2 separate regions of the Mus musculus genome follow, and region 2 is linked to region 1. A link is a contact called in public Hi-C data. All regions are on one chromosome and are shown on one strand. The core of a region is the stretch at or near the end of the contact, and the rest is flanking DNA. Distances in the headings are between cores, read along the strand shown. Region 1 holds the start of Mecomos (a long non-coding RNA gene). Region 2 overlaps Mecom (MDS1 and EVI1 complex locus).

The links. A called contact is a pair of places that touch in the nucleus more often than the background predicts.
Region 2: a contact with region 1 is called in a Hi-C map of adipose-derived mesenchymal stem cells, with 3 times the contacts expected there. The contact joins the enhancer-like site here to the promoter of Mecomos in region 1. A contact is called at or near these places in 8 of 39 promoter capture datasets (the 3T3-L1 cell line, 3T3-L1-derived adipocytes, cranial neural crest and 4 more), 1 of 15 datasets of contacts at CTCF or cohesin (the NIH/3T3 cell line), 36 of 484 Hi-C or Micro-C datasets (the AML12 cell line, the C2C12 cell line, Sertoli cells and 21 more), 8 of 115 datasets of contacts at active chromatin or transcription factors (the NIH/3T3 cell line, a colorectal cancer cell line, embryonic fibroblasts and 5 more) and 5 of 9 other capture datasets (adipose tissue, embryonic stem cells, liver and 2 more).

Annotation. Positions count from the first base shown.
Region 1 is chr3:30,018,602-30,022,061 of GRCm38.p6, reverse strand. Mecomos (a long non-coding RNA gene) reads right to left here and starts at 2,122. Exons shown (of 3, transcript XR_003954597.1): 1 at 1,922-2,122; 2 at 1,509-1,591. The region is part of intron 2 of Mecom (MDS1 and EVI1 complex locus); the gene reads left to right.
Region 2 is chr3:30,142,373-30,145,893 of GRCm38.p6, reverse strand. The region is part of intron 2 of Mecom (MDS1 and EVI1 complex locus); the gene reads left to right. Among named protein-coding and RNA genes, the nearest start is that of Mecomos, 120 kb to the right of the region's middle. Within about 2 kb of position 1,418, at least 17 of the 459 cell types and tissues checked have an H3K27ac peak or open chromatin away from gene starts, as enhancers often do. A contact at or near this core is called in adipose-derived mesenchymal stem cells, embryonic fibroblasts, granulosa cells and 1 more, where this site is marked.

The DNA of each region.
Region 1 (3,460 bases), core at 873-3,372:
CCCTAGGTGTTTCAGTGGAAAGAGAAAGAGGGTTTGTGTATGTTTAAATACCTTCCATGATGCCTAGTAAGATCAAACATATTTTACCTAAAGGGCTTATATTTTTAATTTTCACAAAGCATTTACGACATAATTTTCACTGGGATGCTTCAAGAATCAGATATATTGATGTCAATTAGCCCCAGGATGTCTGTTATTAAGAAGGACCTCCTGTGAATAATCCTCCAGGCAGGGTGTGCTGTTGTGCAGCATGGTTCTTGCCATAGACTAGGTTACAAGCAGCTTAGAAGATGTTGGGTGAGCATGACAAACAAAGCCAACACTTCATCTCCTCAATCTATGGCTCTAGTCACTGAGTGACTGGGCCATCAGAGGCAAGAGAAGGAGCCATAGGAACCCAGTTAAAGGGTCAAGAGCATGCACTTGTGTGCTCATTTCTCTGCTATAGATCGGTATAGGAGGAAACTAAGGGAAAGGGCCTGGAAGCTGAGCTTGACGTCAAGTTGTAGAGGACATTGAATTTTGGATCAGTTTTTTTTTTTTCCACCAATAAAGTAGGATCTAGTGTAATTTTTATTTAGTTTAGTTTAGTTTGAAAAGTGTGGGTTTTTTTTGTTTGTTTGTTTGTTTGTTTATTTATCGATTTTTTGCTTTTTTTGTTTTTGGTAAAGTACATTATTACAGCCTTGTTATTTCAGAAAGATGAGTTTTCACTGTTAAAAATGCCATAGAAACTTGTAATGATAAGAATTCCACTAGGACCATTCACATGGGGAAGGAGGAGGGAGAGAGCAAATCAACTCGAACAGGTTAACAAAGCCAATGCCTGGCCACTTGGGGAAAGGGAGAAGGAAAAATTTAAAATAAGTTGCAGCAAAATCTAAACTGAGCCCAGGGAAAAGGCTGACACAGAAATGAATTTGGGGGAGAAAGTAGCAAAATGGCCAGGATTCTACTCTAAAACAACAAAAATGGAAGACATGTTTGTGGCCGAGTCCACAGACAATGAGCTATGTATCAATATGTATCAACTGATTCCTCTGGGTTGGGGGAGGGGGCTGGGGGGGGGCAGCATCAACCAGCCAATATCAACCAGCCAAGGATGGCGTTCTTTCAAATGTGTCCTCATGTTTTATCATAGTTACTCTCACAAAGACGTACAAGTTTAGTGTAGTTTACTGTGAAAAGACACCAACTGAAGGTAGCCGTGTGAGTGGCTCCATCTTCTAAATCATGGTGCTTCTTAAGGGCAAACCTGCTACGGGAGCTGGCTTTAATCCAGGAGAGAAGCCCAGTGAAGGAGAAAGGCTTTGGACCCAGCTGATACCAATCAGTAGGCAAAAAGGAAGAAGTAGGGGGTGGGGGAGAGGTAGATAAGATTTAACCTGAGGTCACCAAGGTAAAGTGAATTCCAGGCAGAGTGACAATAATTACATCAGCACTATCAACAATAGTAGTCACTTTGTATTGACCAAATGCTGTGTCCCATGCAAGATTCTACGACTTACGTTTAGTGCTTCATACGATTCCCTCACACTGGGATAGGTCTGCATTTCAATGACAAGGTCCTGCAGAAGGTTGGGCAGTAGATCTGGACAATATAAAACAAAGAAATGAGTCAAGGGTGTGCAGAAGCTGAAGATCTGTGACCAGATCATTACAGTCATTCAGATGGATGGTCCCAGGCATCCAAGTTTAGGCTCACTAAGACCAAGCACGCGTCTGGTCAGCAAATACCTCTTTAGTACTTGTTTCAGCTTAGACCCTAGGCAACAAGGGGTAAATTATACCTACCTAATTCTCGTTTTTCTGGCATGTGAAGTTTACCAGAGGACATTGTAAGTAAGGCATGCCTTTTCTGACCTGAGGGGCGGGTGTGATGTGTGGGCGAGCACGCATGCGCGCTCCTGTTCGAGCTTACCTCTTTGGGTCCCTGTTCACCTTTGTTTATAAGGCTCTCTTGCTGATTAGCCTGATTAGCAGAGGACACAGTAAATGGGAATGGAGAAGCTCAGGTGCATGCCAGACATGGACAGACATCTTCCAGGGAAGCAGAGCGAGAGCGAGAGAGCGAGAGAGCGAGAGAGAGAGAGAGAGAGAGAGAGAGAGAGAGAGAGAGAGAGAGAGAGAGTGAAAGAGAGAGAAAGAGAGAGAGAGCAAGAGAGCGAGGAGAGAGAGAAACAAAAAAAACCCAAACGAATTGTTAAAATTCTCCTCTCCCAAAGTCAAGATAAGAATTAGGGCAACTGACGTTGGAGCAGAACAAAGGATTAAAAAAGTACAGTCACACTTGCAGGCGGGACTAGCTTCCGTGTTGTGCATACGTGGGTGTTTACTTGAGTCTGGTATACAGACACATTGCAACTTACTTATTTTGACCTGTTCCCACGGAGTCAGAGCACCTCACGCTTACATTACCCAATGGATTTTCCCAACACTCTCATTATGCTGATATTATGAAACTTGCATGGAAATCAACTCAAAGGTTAAGTGACTTACCCAAAGGTACACAAGAGGAGTGGAGGCGAGGCGTGCATGCCTTCCAACTCACTCTCTCCACAGATTAGAAGGCTGAAAGCACTTTTGAGTAAGTTTCTAAAACCCTGGGGAGGACTTCGACCCTGGAGTTATTGCACACTGTGCTAAACACTGTCTTGAAAAGGCTGAATTAATTAAAATGAATAAAATAATGAAAAAGAAAAAAGCAATTCGTACAGAGTTGAGGTGAGTTCCAAACACATTAACTGCCTTAGTTCTGCTCCAGCATAGACATAAGAGAAGATTTGGCATTTTGAGAATGACCATGGTTAGTTTTCTCTAGAAACTGAAGATAGTTATAAAATGCCCTCAGTGGTATAAAAGATGCCCTTTATCCTATTGGCACAGGTGTACGTTGTGCGTTTTGTGACTCTTTGTTTCTTAGACTTGTGAGTATATATTGGCTTGTCTCTTTTTTTCCTTTTGAATGTGTTCACATCGAAAGCATCAGACAGTCAGATAAGAGAAAAAGAATGCTATTCTGTGCTCCCCTCCCACTTTGCTGTGTTTTATTAAGCTGCTTATTTATCATACGGTGTTCACTGAAACTTTAAAAGAAGCCTTTTTGTTGTGATACTTCAGCCACTCAGCATAATGGCTCAGGAAATAGATCAAAATAGCCAAGGAAAATATTTTAAATATGGCAGCTGTAGTTGAAGTTTGGGAAATAAATCTTTGAGAACAATAATTTATTCACTTGAGCTGTTGTTTCAGCAAAGTATTTCATCTTAGTTTCAGAATAGTTGCTATTCATTACTAAATATGTTTAAAAATCGAAGCAGAGAAATTGATTTCATTCTTTCCAGACATCCTAAAAAATACTCAGGTGTTAAAGTTGGGTGCTGTATCGGTAAAAGCAATCAGATAGGGATTGTGGCTATGTGGTTAATTAAAGGTAGTAGGCGCCTTCGGGGTAACTTTG
Region 2 (3,521 bases), core at 169-2,668, 120 kb before region 1:
AGAGAAACCAAGTAACAACCCACTAGACAACCTTATTGTTTATTAAAATGCAGGTGAATACTGGACTGGACTTTAAAACATTTAAATAAGCAAACATCAACTAACTAAACAACTAGCAATTTCCTTGATTTATTTTAGAATGAAGCATACAAAAATGTATGTCTACAGTTCTGTTTTCACGTCTACAGACATAAACCTATGAGCACTGCATTGAAAGCGCAAATAGACCCTGAAGAACAAGTCATCAGATTCTAAATACAAGGGAGACCCAAAGGAAGATTGTAATGTGTAGTCCTGGTTCTTATGGCGGTGATTGAAATAATCTGCTGCCATTTTGTTTTTTGGATTTTTTTTTTTTTTTGCTTAGAAATAGAATTTGTAGACAATTACAACAGCACACAGAACTGGTCACTTCATCTAACTATCTGAACACTTTAGAAAAAAATTGGACAGTTCCCAGTATCTGGCTTGTCTCTTCAAGGTCAGATAAACCCTAAAGTAGAGGATAAGGCAGGGAAGCTGACCAGAGGAGAGCAAGTTTGTCATGTATCAGGAGCCTGCTACTCTCTCTGGGTAGAGCTGGCCCACACTGGCCCAAAAGCTGCTTTATCCAACTGCTCTGTTCCACCTTTTTCTTAGGTTGTTTGAATTCTAGCCCTGTTATCAGACAAAGCACCAGAGAATTGCTGAGAATGATCTCATCGCTACATGGGCGAGTGTGCCGAAGCGTCCTAGCTGAGCTCTGTGACCACGCTCAGGAAACTCTCACATGCATCTGAGATTCCACTAATGCTTTAATTTTCTCTGTTAACTTTTTTGTTAGAATTCCTAAAATAAATTGGGAAGCCACTAAGTTTTTATTGAGTCCATTTGGCACCCTGTGGTTTAAGTTTTACATTCAAGTGCTAAAAATAAACGTGATCTCAGCTAAAGGCATTTGGGATTAGAACCTGATTCAAAAGGGCCAGACTTCTCCAATTATGCAAAATGACAAAACCAATAGAGAAGATTTTTTTAAAAAACAAACTAACAAACAAACAAACCCAAATGAAGACTTGACGTAGAATTCTCATGGTGGTCCAGGGGTGTCAGAGGCTTAAGGCTAATACTATTCTTAATGAGAAAAGAGAAATAATGGAGCAATTGTTTATACATCAATACACACTCTGGTGAGAGCCACAGACAATGAACTCTCCATAGGATCCGGCCTATCGTCTGTGCATTACATGTTCCCAGAGACTTTTATTTTGCCTCGGTGACTCAGGGAGACGCTTTTGCAGTGTAGCACCTCTGATAGTTCCCCCACTAGGAGGAATCAAATTGGTTCACTTTCAACTCAAAGTGCAATTAAGAGTTCCTTAGGGTTAGGGAATACAATCCTGAGACTTGCATGATTAATGGAGTGGATTTGAATTTTGCTGGGGCAGATGGGAAAGGGCATCTCTCTGGGAGAAACCCTGGTTGGGAGTCAAGAAGAATGTTTTTGTGGAATGAGTCCCCTCGCTGCAGCCTTGTTTAGGGGTTGGAGCAGAGTTCACATCTGGGACCCCTTGGAGAATTCAGTACCGCGAGAACAGGGAACCGGGAGGAAGCAGAAGTAATATATTTTGAAAGGCTTAATCTGATCTCTTGCCTGTCTTCAAAGGAAGCGTCATTTGTAAAAGACACGCATGCTCCTGAAGAGAGGGCCCCTATTAGGCAATGCAGAAATAATAAAAGACTGTCTGTCCCCAGCCTCCGGAACAGGGAGCAAGGAGGTAAAGGGACTCGCTCCATGCTCAGTTGGGAGAGACTGCTGGAACTGCTCAAAACACCCTGTCTGTGGGTTCGTTCCTGAACCCTCTGTGCAGCGGAGCACAGTCCCTTCCCTTTGTTTCTGCTATAAATTAAGATATGTCTGACAAGGGGCTTCCACGTGGAACAGCTAAGTTAGAACTCAACCGAGCAGAGTGGACTCTCATCCCCCATCATTTCTCTTGCCTCTCAGAAGTTTCCATCTCTTCTTCAAGTTAGGAACTGTCTTCACACGTCTTGTTTTCAAGGAGGGTACACATTTAAGCTGCCCACCAGCTTCCAGAGTTTACAACCAACGTAGCCATTTCTAAGAAGCAGGGAACAAGAAGAAAATCTCTACCCTTGATGGCGATCTCACTGCCTGTCCATCCTTTCTCTAATGCTGTGTTGTCTGCATTTGTGGTTTCAAAAGACTTCTCATTTTTTAAATGAAAGTGGGCAGCTGGACCCTAGAACTTCCCCCCCCCTCTTTCTCTCTGTAGCATAGATAAGCATGTGTGGATCTTTCTGAAGTTTGTGTCTTTCACTAAATATATTGATCTTCATGCTGAGAACAAATACTTCAGTTGCTCACAGTTTGTCCCATACACTTCCCAAGCACTTTAGAAACATCAGGTCATTTCACACAACTTCCAGTCATGCTGAATGTGTCTGCAGAGAGGAGGGAACACAGTCTTGGGTATGGCATGTGGAACTTCAGGCTGGTTTGTCATATATAGAGGATTTATGAACAAATTTGTAGTCCTGTATAATTTCTGTGTTAAGATGACTATTTCAAAACCAAATACAAGGTTAGGAGTTCTTCTACCCTATAAAAGCCTGTTCTTTCTTCCACTCTCTTTTTGTTTGTTTCTCTGAGCTGAGGTCTTGTTCTATAACATTATGTCATCGAATTCATATTGTAGACCAGACTAACCTGGGACTTGGGCTCTCTGGCCTTGGTTTTCTGAGTGCTGATTTGCAGACCTGTGCCACCATACCTGTCCCTTTCCTCACTTTTAAAATACTATCTGCCTTAAGGTCCAGGCTCAGTGGCTACCACAGAAAAAGGGCATACTTTATGTTTCAGTGCTGGATGAGGTGCTGTGGGCAATTAAATAACTCTTATCCTATCAAACCCGGATTTTAGTTTCAGTAGTAAAGCCTCAGAAATCGAACACCTCAGTGGGATTCCCTAGTAAGAAGAAATAATGTCATTTGCATTAAGAAAAAGAACTTGTCATCAATGCAGTGCAATTCAAGATTATGGTTGACATAATTGTGAATGTTTATAATTATGTGAATAGCAATTCTTTTGATTTATTGCCATTTGATTAATTATAGTCAGCTATACTTTTAAATACTGGTGTTATGCCCAACACTACAAGTTGATCTCCTCCATAGCTCATTCTATAGCTTCTTTGAGCTTCTTTCTGGGCAAGTAGACCAATAGTATGGTGGGATTGCCCCTGTATGTGTGCGTATGTGGGTACCCTCATTATCAAACAGTTGCAGTGCAACAGAAAAAGAGGAAGAGGGTGAGAACAAATAGTGTATTTTAAACTGACATTTATGTATCTTTAGAAAACTAAGATATTTACCGGCATAACAATGTTCCTGCACAGAAAATGACCTTGGAGCATTATCAAACTTTCTTGCTCTCAAGATAGCTCCTTAATTAAACATGCAAGTCAGGAGACTTTTCAGAGCCTGGCCTACTGACAACACCTGGATAATGGCTTCAGTCT